Linked DNA regions of Mus musculus: all the other regions are linked to region 3. A link is a contact called in public Hi-C and HiChIP or PLAC-seq data. All regions are on one chromosome and are shown on one strand. Each heading gives the region's core, a stretch centred on a gene start, on an enhancer-like site or on the middle of the called end of the contact. The rest is flanking DNA. Distances are from core to core; before and after follow the strand shown. Region 1 has its middle 5.3 kb from the start of Gm10789. Region 2 has its middle 37 kb from the start of Gm10789. Region 3 holds the start of Tiam1 (T cell lymphoma invasion and metastasis 1).

The links. A called contact is a pair of places that touch in the nucleus more often than the background predicts. HiChIP or PLAC-seq counts read pairs in DNA pulled down with a chosen protein or histone mark.
Region 1: a contact with region 3 is called in an H3K4me3 HiChIP or PLAC-seq map of bone marrow-derived macrophages, with 3 times the contacts expected there. The contact joins the enhancer-like site here to the promoter of Tiam1 in region 3. A contact is called at or near these places in 6 of 39 promoter capture datasets (the 3T3-L1 cell line, cranial neural crest, frontonasal cranial neural crest and 3 more), 2 of 15 datasets of contacts at CTCF or cohesin (embryonic stem cells and large pre-B cells), 33 of 484 Hi-C or Micro-C datasets (the Ba/F3 cell line, CD4 T cells, the G1E-ER4 cell line and 13 more), 33 of 115 datasets of contacts at active chromatin or transcription factors (the HPC-7 cell line, the NIH/3T3 cell line, T-cell acute lymphoblastic leukemia and 20 more) and 5 of 9 other capture datasets (adipose tissue, embryonic stem cells, liver and 2 more).
Region 2: a contact with region 3 is called in a Hi-C map of epidermal suprabasal cells, with 2.6 times the contacts expected there. The contact joins the enhancer-like site here to the promoter of Tiam1 in region 3. A contact is called at or near these places in 8 of 484 Hi-C or Micro-C datasets (Th2 cells, bone marrow-derived macrophages, cerebellum and 3 more), 5 of 115 datasets of contacts at active chromatin or transcription factors (craniofacial prominence, embryonic basal ganglia, embryonic hindbrain and 2 more) and 4 of 9 other capture datasets (adipose tissue, embryonic stem cells, liver and 1 more).

What each region holds. Positions count from the first base shown.
Region 1 is chr16:90,135,172-90,138,648 of GRCm38.p6, forward strand. It overlaps a transcript of Tiam1 not described here. Among named protein-coding and RNA genes, the nearest start is that of Gm10789, 5.3 kb to the right of the region's middle. Within about 2 kb of position 2,205, at least 48 of the 459 cell types and tissues checked have an H3K27ac peak or open chromatin away from gene starts, as enhancers often do. A contact at or near this core is called in T-cell acute lymphoblastic leukemia, bone marrow-derived macrophages and thymic regulatory T cells, where this site is marked.
Region 2 is chr16:90,103,265-90,107,020 of GRCm38.p6, forward strand. It overlaps a transcript of Tiam1 not described here. Among named protein-coding and RNA genes, the nearest start is that of Gm10789, 37 kb to the right of the region's middle. Within about 2 kb of position 1,712, at least 30 of the 459 cell types and tissues checked have an H3K27ac peak or open chromatin away from gene starts, as enhancers often do. A contact at or near this core is called in epidermal suprabasal cells, where this site is marked.
Region 3 is chr16:89,959,250-89,962,764 of GRCm38.p6, forward strand. It overlaps Tiam1 (T cell lymphoma invasion and metastasis 1), which reads right to left and starts at 1,578. Exons shown (of 28, transcript NM_009384.3): 1 at 1,428-1,578.

The sequences.
Region 1 (3,477 bases), core at 955-3,454, 180 kb after region 3:
CAAGCCAATGGTACAGAGCTTGAAACCATGAGGCCCAGGGCCTCAGCATCACGGCCATGCATAAACCACATTGTTCTTTGCTGTGTGGACTTTTCTGTGCATCGCAGACCACTTGGAAGCATTTTTTGCCTTCTCCAGGGTAGATGCCTAGCTGAGACCACCAAAAACTACTTCCATTGCTAAATGCCCTCATGGAAGCAAGCTGGCCATGGTTGAAAACCCACCCTGATATTACATACACACACTCACACATACACACACACACACACACACACACACACACACACAACTAGGGCTAGAGAGATGGCACAATGGGTAAGAGCACTGACTGCTCTTCCGAAGGTCCTGAGTTCAAATTCCAGCAACCACATGGTGGCTCACAGCCACCCATAATGAAATCTGACGCCCTCTTCTGGTACGTCTGAAGTCAGCTACAGTGTACTTACATATAACAATAAATAAATCCCCACATTAGCTAGGCAAGTACTTTACCCACCAAGCAATCTATCTGCCCAGCCCGACAGATATTTTAAGATAAAGTATTGTTCCTTTTATTTAATTTTATTATGCTGTGTGTATGAGCATTTTCCAGTGAGCATTTCTTTTCACCACATGCACTCGTGGTACCCTCAGAGGCCACAAGAGGGTGTCAGGTGCCCTGGGAATTGTAGTCCCATGTAGTGATGAGCTGCCTGCCATTTGGGTGCTGAGAACAGAGAGAGGGGTCCTGTGGAAAGGCAACCTGTGTCCAAACACTAAGCCACTTCTCCAGCCAGTAAGTCAGTCAGTATTTTAAAATAAAATGCTCTCTATGTGCCTCAACACAACCTTTAACTTAGTCATATAACCAGAATCACAGGGAAAATAAATAAACAAACCCAGTAATTCACTCCACTGTGGAAGAACAGCTTTGACAGAGTTGTGACCAAGAAGACATTTTTTTATTGTCAGTTTTGAAAAAGGACAATATGCAAAGACCATCAAGAAAATTAAATCACTGTCACAGAATGGAGAAAATATATGGAAATCATGTCAGACCTATGGCACCATGCACGCATGCAGAGACAGGCCCAGGTGCAAGGAAGGTGCTCTCCCGGCTGGCACGCAGGGGGTCCTGGACTCAGAGCAAGCAAATGAACAAATAAACGATAAGGAATCCTTACAGCAATTAAATGAGGAAGATCCAGTGGAGGAATCAGCAATGAGCTGAGTGGATGTTTTTGGAGGAAAAAAAAAAAAAAACAAAACAAAACTCAATTAGCCACAGAGCACCAAGAGGACACTCTGCATTATCCCCAGAGAAATGCAAATCAAAGCCAAGGAGCAGCTACGGGACATAGAAGAAGACATTGAGGACAGAGAGAAACCTGAAATCTCAGGCCCTGTGGATAGGAAGGCAAGAGAGTGCAACCCTTCTGGAAATTCGCCTAAGCGTCCTCCAAAGAGGAAAACAGAACTGTCATATGGCCTGGCGACACCACTCTTAGGATGATCAGAAAACTTTAAAAAGCCAAACAAATGGTACACTACTGTCATGGCCACAACCACTCACAATGGCAGAAAGGTGAAAGTGACCCCAGTGGCCGTCAAAATACACAAAACTCACTGTAGCCAACCAATGGCATGTTATCCATCCATTAAAAAAAGAAGAGAGAGAGTGCCGGGCGGTGGTGACACATGCCTTTAATCCCAGCACTCGGGAGGCAGAGGCAGGTGGATTTCTGAGTTCAAGGCCAGCCTGGTCAACAAAGTGAGTGCCAGGACAGCCAGGGCTATACAGAGAAACCCTGTCTTGAAAAACCAAAAAAAAAGAGAGAGAGAGAGAGAGAGAGAGAGATGGACTACAGACACATGCTTCCAGAGGAAGGATGCTTAAGGGATGATATGCTGGGGCTCAGGAGACGGCTCAGTGAATAAAGTATTTGCAGGTTCCTGGCACTCACATAAAAGCCCACCTGTGACAGCTGGCCTATGATCCCAGTGCTCAAAGGATAGAAGAGACAAAGCAAAGGCTTCCCCAGGGCCGGAGGGCGGGCAGTCGGGCAGGTGGGCAGGTGGGCAGGCAGGCGGGCGGGCGGGCAGGCAGGCGGGCGGGCGGGTGGGCAGGCGGGCAGGCTAGCTGACTAACCAAAGCCTTGGTTATAAATAAAGCGGGAAGTGGTCAGGCAGACACTCAATGCCAATCTCCGGTCTCCCCACGAGAACTCATGCAGAGCTGAACACCCATGAGCCCACCCATACACGTGCAAACACAAAGGCACACGTAGGCATACGTGACACACAGATACAAACGCAAGAAAAACTAGGCTAAGCTGTCCACGGCGGCACGGATCTGTGATCCGAGCACCAGAGAGGCTGAGGTGAGTGTCGTAAGTTCAAAAGCAGCCTGTGCAATACAGCGCACGATCTGTGTGCCTGAAAAGGAACAGGAGCCAACCCCGGAGTCCCCAGAGACAACTCCCACTGGAAACCATCGCCTGGGGTGGGGGGCAGCCAGGGACACAATCCATCCAACCCCCGTGCTGCCGGTGGATGACAAAAGCCCAGAGCTGAGCCAGTGTGGTGGCACACATCAGGGAACTCCAGCACTTGGGAGGCTGAGTCAGGAAAATCTCAAGGAGAAGAAGGTCAGCCTAGGCTACAGAGCAAGAATGACTCAAAACAAACAAGCAAAGACAACCCACAGGGCTGGTAATACGGCAATAATACGGCATATCACAGAGAAGAGGTTGTGAGGTTTGAAAAATGACCTGCCAAGGCCAGGCCTGAGCCTGAGATCCCTCCCCACAGACCCTGGAGCCTTCCAGTAAGTAGGGGGACAGGAACAGCCTGCAAAGCACCCACCCTTCCCTCATGGCCGCTCAGACACCAGTTCAGATGAGCACATCTCCACCTCCTGCCCTCCTCCTCACCGACTCCATCTCCACAGCCCCCAGACCTCCACCGGGAACACTCCTAGACTGGGCCTCATCCTGACGACCTTCCACCTCCCTGGGCCGACCTGCCAGGTTGCTGGGCCTATTCTCACCTCCGCAGAGCTGACGCAGGAAATCTGGAGCAGGAGGCAGACTTGATCTGTGTTGACGAGGTTCAGAGCTCTAAGGAAGATGGGAGAGTGGCAGGGGAGATGGAAGTGGTCCCCAGGGGTGGCAGATTTCACAAAGGCAGCCTGTTTCTACAGGATATCCTGTCTTCCCCCACTGCGGCAGAAGTGCGTTTGGGGCTCCTAAGGAAATGCAACTGAAAGTCGTTAGCCTAGGAGACCCTCCGCTCCACGCCATGCCAGGCGTCAGGCGGGGGCTCAGGCCCGCTGCTGCAGCCTTGTAGCCCCTCCCTCACAAACTGTACACAGCAAGTCTCCTTAAACTAGCTCCAAGACCTCAGGCCCAAGGATTGTTCCAAACCAGACTGACCTGTAGATCCATGGATACAACCACACACACACACACACACACACACACACACACTGTCGGTTCC
Region 2 (3,756 bases), core at 462-2,961, 140 kb after region 3:
TTTAATTTTTTTGTTACTGTTATAAATCGTCATGATCTGTGATCCCTTGGGGGGGGGGTTGGAACCCACATGCTGAGAACCAGTGGGTTACAGGGCAATGGGACAGACACTCGGACAATAGTGAAAGTGCTCACAGCAGGGACTCACAGTGTGGGATGGCTGGAGTGGTGACTCCACAATGGAGTTACTGGAAGCTAACTGTGTGTGCCTCAAAAAGACAAGATGAGGGGAGAGAGACAGAGACAGAGACAGAGACAGAGACAGAGACAGAGACAGAGACAGAGAGAGAGAGAGCACTTAATGATTGGGAGGACTGACTGCTCTTCTACAGGATGCGTATAACTATAACTCCATCTATAACTCCAGTTCCAACGGGAAACTGACACCCTCTTCTGCCCTCCACAGACACTGCACACACAAGATGCACAGACACAGATGCAGGCCAAACACCCTTTTGCAGTCAATAAAAATAAACAAATCTAAAAAGAAGACTTTTTAAAAGACAGGTTGAAATTCTAACCCCTTATAACCATAAATGTGACTTTCTCTGAAATAAAATCTTGGCAGAAATTGCAATGACATCATAGTGAATTCAGATGGGCCCTCTTCCAACAACTGGTGTCATCACGGACAGGGAAACTGGCCAGAGGCAGACCCTGGGAAGGGCATGCAAAGATGGAGGCAAAGCCACAGCCCCTGAAAGCCAGGTGATGGCAGGGAGGCAAGAAGGAGAGGCCCAGCAGGCGGAGGGCAGGAGTCCTGCCCAGGGCTTTAGAGGGGTGTAGCTCTGCAGATAGCTCAATCTCAGCCTTCTGAACTATGAAATCAATTTCTATCCTTTGAAACCTGTCCCATCTGTGGCACTTCATTAGCACAGCCCTAAGGACCTAGCCAGGAGGGAACATGGAAACATTGTAGGCTAGGCTTCGTGGGTATCTTGTCTCCGAATGGGGAGTGAAGAGACAGAATTCCAGACCACAGTTCCAACCTGAAATTTCTATCCAGTGAGCCCCTTACCTTAATGACCTAGCTGGAAACTGAGCCTTGATTTGGAACCAGTGTGTCCCTTAGCTCCACCCACATCCCAACACAGGCAGGAATGGAGTCTCAATATCCTAGAGGGTTATTTAGTCTTTAAATAAATGCACTAGGGGCAGTTTTCCATTGTCCCTGTGGGTGAGCAAGTGGGGGAAGGGTTCTGAAAGCTTTTGGGACTTGCTACAGGATGTTGACCATGCTGGGCTCTGACAAAGGCAGTCCCCCAACACTGCACTGTAAGCACAAACACCTCAGAGTAGGTCGCCCAGCAAGCTGGAGACAGTCACAGAGTGAGCACCCTCGTGTATCTTGTAAGTCTGAACATTACAGGGTGGAGCTAGAAAACTCTCATCAACAGGCAAGCCCCTCGGCCGGCCAACTAAGTTCAGGGTCACTCTAGGCAGAATCACCCACCTCTTCCAGAGCCACCATAGCAGCTGAGTGTGTCACCTTCTCCGGTCCTGAAAAGTTCTGTGCCTGTCATACGGAGGAGCACCGGGGAGCAAACCCAGTTCCCTCCCAGTCTTGTAAAGCCCCCCCAGGGCTAACCTAAGGGCCACGTGAGCAACAAGTCACCTGCCTGGCAGGCACAAGCACCACCTCCTACCCACCCCACAGGCACCCAAGTGTTCCAGCACCCATCATGCCTCCCCCGACACTGTCAACACAAACACCCACACCCAGGCAGGAAGCAAAAATAACCAGGCGCCTTCAGTATGCCTCTTACCTCATCCCCTCCCCAGGTTCCCTCCCCTATACCTCTGGAGACACCTGGAAGGAGATGGGGCGGGGGAGGGAGGGAAGGGGGTGGGCAACAAGCCCACCCAATGCTTTGTCCATGCTGCCACAGAAAGTCAAGAGTCCCCTCCCTTGTGAGAAGCCAGCACTCCGTGTACCTCTCCCCAGGGCAGCTGTGCCACCTGCAATAACAGCTCCTTCTCCAGGCCAGCCTAGGTGCTCGCAGAACCTGTCAAACTCCTGCAGGAGCCAACCCATCTTGACTCCCCGTTTCTCCAGCCTTCCCTGGCCTGAGACACGTGTGTGTTTGTTTATTCTGAGCACGTATGTTAGGAGAAAGGCTGTAAAGAGTGAAAAGCGGACCCGTCTTCCGGGAACACTCAAACCAGACCCAGCATCTTCAGAAGGTTCAATTGCCAAAGGGCCTTCCTCTTGGAAAGGCGTCTAACTGTGTGTCCCTCCACAAAAGGTGCCCTCAAGTAGGTCCTAAGTCCTAGAATGTGACAGGCTGGCCACTAGGGAACAGTCCAGACAGTGGAAGTCTGAAGTGAGGGGCCAAAGGGATTCTTGCTTCGACCTACCAGCAATCACACCTGGGCCGAATCATGACCTCAGTGCCTCAGTTGTGCCCATCTGTGAAAAGTGTAGGACAACCACATCGAATTCGTGAACTCTGGGAACCACACCAGGAAACATTATGAAGTACTGAATGTCTGGCATGGACTTCAAGCTAAAACCACTTTATATCAGTCCTAACCAAGACTCGTCACCAAGGCATGGGAGTCTTCATCATATGGGCACATCCTGCGAAGTCCTGGGTTCTAAAATTTTCCAAAGTTCCAAAGAAGAAAAGGGCAGAAAAGATTTAATAATACAAAGGAAATATTCTTAAATTATTTAAAAAAAAAAAAAAAAGAGCTTCATCCTGGTTGCCAGGGTAAGGGAAAACAGTTTTAAGAAAATCTAATTTGAGAATCCATTTAAAGAGGCAGCTGGAACGGGCAGGTAGAAACATACAAAAGAACCTCTGCCCCTAGTCAGCAGGACACAGGAGGGCAATGCTTGTGGTCTAGCCTCTGCTCCTAATCAGCAGTACACAGGAGGGCAATGCTTGTGGTCTAGCCTCTGCCCCTAATCAGTAGTACACAGGAGGGCAATGTTTGTGGTCTAGCCTCTGCTCCTAATCAGCAGAACACAGGAGGGCAGTGCGTGTGGTCCAGCCTCTGCTCCTAGTCAACAGTACACAGGAGGGCAGTGCATGTGGTCTAGCCTCTGTCCCAGTCAGCAGTACACAGGAGGACAATGTTTGTGGTCCAGCCTCTGCCCCAGTCAGCAGTGCACAGGAGGGCAGTGTGTGTGGTCTAGCCTCTGCCCCAGTCAGCAGTGCACAGGAGGGCAGTGCGTGTGGCCCAGCAGCAGGCACACATGGAGACTTGCCTCGGCGCTGGGGAACAGAAGAAGAAAATGCTAGAGAAGACACTGGTTTTATAGGTTTACCAGCTAGAATCTCCTTGCCGCCATTCCAGCCTGGTTGAATGCCAGGGGTTGGGTTGGTTGGGTTTGGTTGTCCCTGCTGCTGACGTCTGTTTGGCTCTGCTTTGGTTTTTTTGAGACAAGGTCTCATTACATAACCCAGGCTAGCCTTAAACTCCCAATCCCGCTGCCTCTACCTGGCAAGTGTTGGGAGTATAAGTGATTGCAAGCAGACTCTGTGTGTGTGTGTGTGTGTGTGTGTGTGTGTGTGTGTGTGTGTGTGTATGTATGTGTGGTGTGTGTGTGTGTGTGTGTGTATGTATGTGTGGTGTGTATGTGTGTATGTGTGTGTGTGTGTGGTGTGTATGTGTGTGGTGTGTATGTGTGTGTGTATATGTGTGTGTGTGTGTTATGTGTGTGGTGTGTATGTGTGTGTGTATGTATGTGTGTGTGTGTGTCTGTGTGTGTTGCATACAAGGAGTATGCAGCTGTATACATCGATTCGAG
Region 3 (3,515 bases), core at 328-2,827:
GGTGCAACAACACCGTGCCCACAGCCACCTCCCTACTGAGCTGGTTCTGGATCCACAGAAGAGCTAGCAGGTGTGACAGCTTGGGCCATGCCACCTGTCCGTCCCCCACCCCCACCCCCACCCCCACCCCCGCCAGGTCTAGTTTGGTCACAGAGTCGTTCCTTTACATGTAGATCTTTACCCCTCAAGGGAGCAGAAGGTTCCCGGCAGCCTGCTTCCCAGATTCGCAATACCAGAGTGGAAGAGACAGCCGAGCCATCCTATCTGACACTAGGAAAATGACCAGATCAGCTAAGAACACCTCCCATTCCACTCTCTTCAAACTAGGAGTTTGTTGCAAAATGGATAGGTAGTTACAAACCTAAGAGCCAGCCATCGCAGTTACCTTTCTTACTATAAAAGTAATTTCATGAAGGATTAGCTAGTAACAAACATATAAGATCCTGGCTCCAATGCATCACCAAATCACTGATGAGATCCGAAATATGCAAAACAGGTATGTCAGCCTCAAAACTTCCTTTGACTTCACACAGCAATCAAAGACCACATACCCAAGAAAGTGTGCTGAAAACAAAAATCAGGATGGGGGGGGGGGGCGGAGCAGGGGGAGTGGGGGTCCGAGTTTATGCTTTGCTAGGATATTGTCTCTTACAAAGACCCCAAACCTGGTGCCACCCTTCAGCCAAACTTCCTCTCTTCACTCTACCCCAAATTCGATTAGGCAATGAATCAGATCAACCAGCTGCGGCAGAAAAACTCACATCAAAAATGAAGTTCCAGATAAACAAACAGTTCTCCCCCTCCCCCTTTCCCCATGCCAAAGGGGCTTTTAGCCCAACTAGCCTAATTGCAAAACTAGTGGGAAAACTCGAGACTTCCAGACCCTCATTCCAGAAGTCCCATCCAGGTGTTGGTCAGGAGCCAAAGCTTCAGAACACCCCCACCCCCACCCAAGGAAACCAGCCCAGCCTAGAATCCCAGCCCTCTCCTTCGCATTCCCTCCACCCACCCTACCCCATACACCGCCTAATCGCCCGAGGCTCACACAGCACGGTGGGTTTCAGGCAGGAAGCATCCCTGGTGGGTGTCAAGATCAATCTCACTGCCTCTTTCCCGTTTCTCTCATACAATGATCCTCGCTTAGGCAAGAGAAACTGATGAAGTTTTCCAGCCTCTTTTCCCGGAGAGTCAGAACCCGCGTGGCAGACTGCTTCTCACAGCACAACTGAGAAGCGCGGCGCTCTGGGTGCAGCATAGAAACTAAGCAGTGCCAGGACTCTGGCCATTCAGTCTCCCAGCCCCAGACCACAGTAAAGAGTTCCGGGGCTCCCACCCATCCTCGGCACAGCCTCACGCAGCAGCTTTCCCCGAGTACCCAGCACCAGAAGACTGCGGGTAGAAAGTGGATTGAATTTTCCGAAGCTCACCCGCTGCTCAGCGAGGCTCACACTCCCGGCCGCCTTTCCATCTCTCCAACTTCCAGTAACTGAAATCAGGAAGCTGTAGCCTTCCCCGCTGCCGGCGAGGGAGTGGGTGTAACTTGTGAAGTTTCGTGCTATGATGAATCTGGTCATTTGGGTGTGTTGGAGAGGGCCCAGGGCGGCGGCGGCGGCGGCGGCTCCTCCTCCTCCACCTCCCTCCTCTCCTCCTCCTCCTCCTCCTCCTCCTCCTCCTCCTCCTCCTCCTCCTCCTCCTCCTCCTCCTCCTCCTCCTCCTCCTCCTCCTCCTCTTCCCTCCCCTCCTCCTCCATCCTCGCCTCCCTCTCCGCCCCTTTCTTCAATTAAATTCTCGCCTTTGGCGTTCCTTTGCCTAGCTGAGGACTCTGCTGGCTGTCGTTCAGTTCCAGCACCCTGCTCCGCCACATCCTTGAGATTTCTCCCTATAGGATCTTAACTATTTTACAAGTGAAACTGAGCTCTCTGTGCAAAGCATAGGCTCTTGTTTGCTGTCACCTGCAGATATCTTGGTATCTCCTAAAGGATAACTACACCTCCTTACCTGCTCCCACAGGAGCGGAACCCTGGATGGTTTGCTAGACAGAGACGTAATTCCTAAACACTTGTTTAAACATAGAAATCGGACAAGGGAGAAAGGAGAAAAACAAAAACAAAACAAAAACCTTTTTAAAACCAGTGCTAACTGCTAACACAGTGCAGAAAATCCTCCAGAAGTTCTCTCTCGCTGGCCCTCTAACACAAAGCGGCCATATGTTTGATTCCCATGAACAACATTTATAGGACAGTTTCTAAAAATTGCAGAGGAAACCCACTAACTTCCTTCTCCCTCACTCCAAAGAGTACTGCTCTCCTGGCTCCACCTTGGTTTCCAAACATTAGTTTCATTAAATAAAACTTCTAATGGCCAGTGATAAAAAGAAGCCTCGGGTGTGGCCGGTCAGAGGAAGGAAGCATCATGATGTAGGAAGGCGGGTATCTGCAGCACAAAGCAGAGAGCTTTTCTGACATGGCTGCAGCAGTCGTGGCTGAGATTGACAGGTGAATAAAGCATTATCACTGTATAAGGTTGTTAGCTGTAGCAAAAGTCAAAGATATTGGAGCTAGAGAGATGGCTCAGAGGTTAAGAGCATCACTGCTCTTCCAGAGGTCCTGAGTTCAAATCCCAGCAACCACATGGTGGCTCACAACCATCTGTAATGAGATCTGATGCCCTCTTCTGGTGTGTCTGAAGACAGCAACAGTGTCCTCATATAAATGAGATAAAGAAGACCCCTGTCCCCACGCAAGGGACTTTCCTCAAATATATGGACCACAAAAATAGAAATGCAATAATCATTAAAGGGATTACAGTGACTCGAACACCAACCGGAATCAGGCAGGCAGGCAGGCAGGAAGCCATTGGTAAGAAAGGGATCTACAGTGTTTGCCAAGCAGACAAGAGGACCTGATCCAAAACATCCAAGCATACTGGCTGGCACTCGCCAGTAGCCCTAGTATTATGAAGACAAGGATTGCTGGCCAGTAGAGGTGACTGTGAGCCCCAAGATCATAAAGTGGAGAAACCCTGAAGAGACATCCGAGGTCAGCCTCTGACCTCCTCAGACTAACACCACAATGAAAAGGTACATGTGTACACATAAGCACACACATACACACAGGTACACACGAGCACACACGCATACACACAGGTACACACACATAAACACACACATATACACAGGCACACACACATGATCACACACATACACACAGTTACACAAACGCATTATAACTCCCAGAGAAACAGTGATCAGAGTTAGTGTGGTGGAAACCATGAGTTTTAAACATGACAGATATGTGCCCCCACACATAAGACGTGTCTAGCTAATCTTTATGATATTGGTAATGTGCACAGAGGTTGGCATAAGACAACTAAGGAAGAAAACAAACTTCACCACGCCCATGCATAGGTCTGAGGGAGCAAAATAAAGTATCTCCACGGAGCAAGGTGACCACACATTAAAGGGTATTTGTAAGTATGTATAGATGCTTTCCATCTTCCCAACTTGAGGAGAGAGT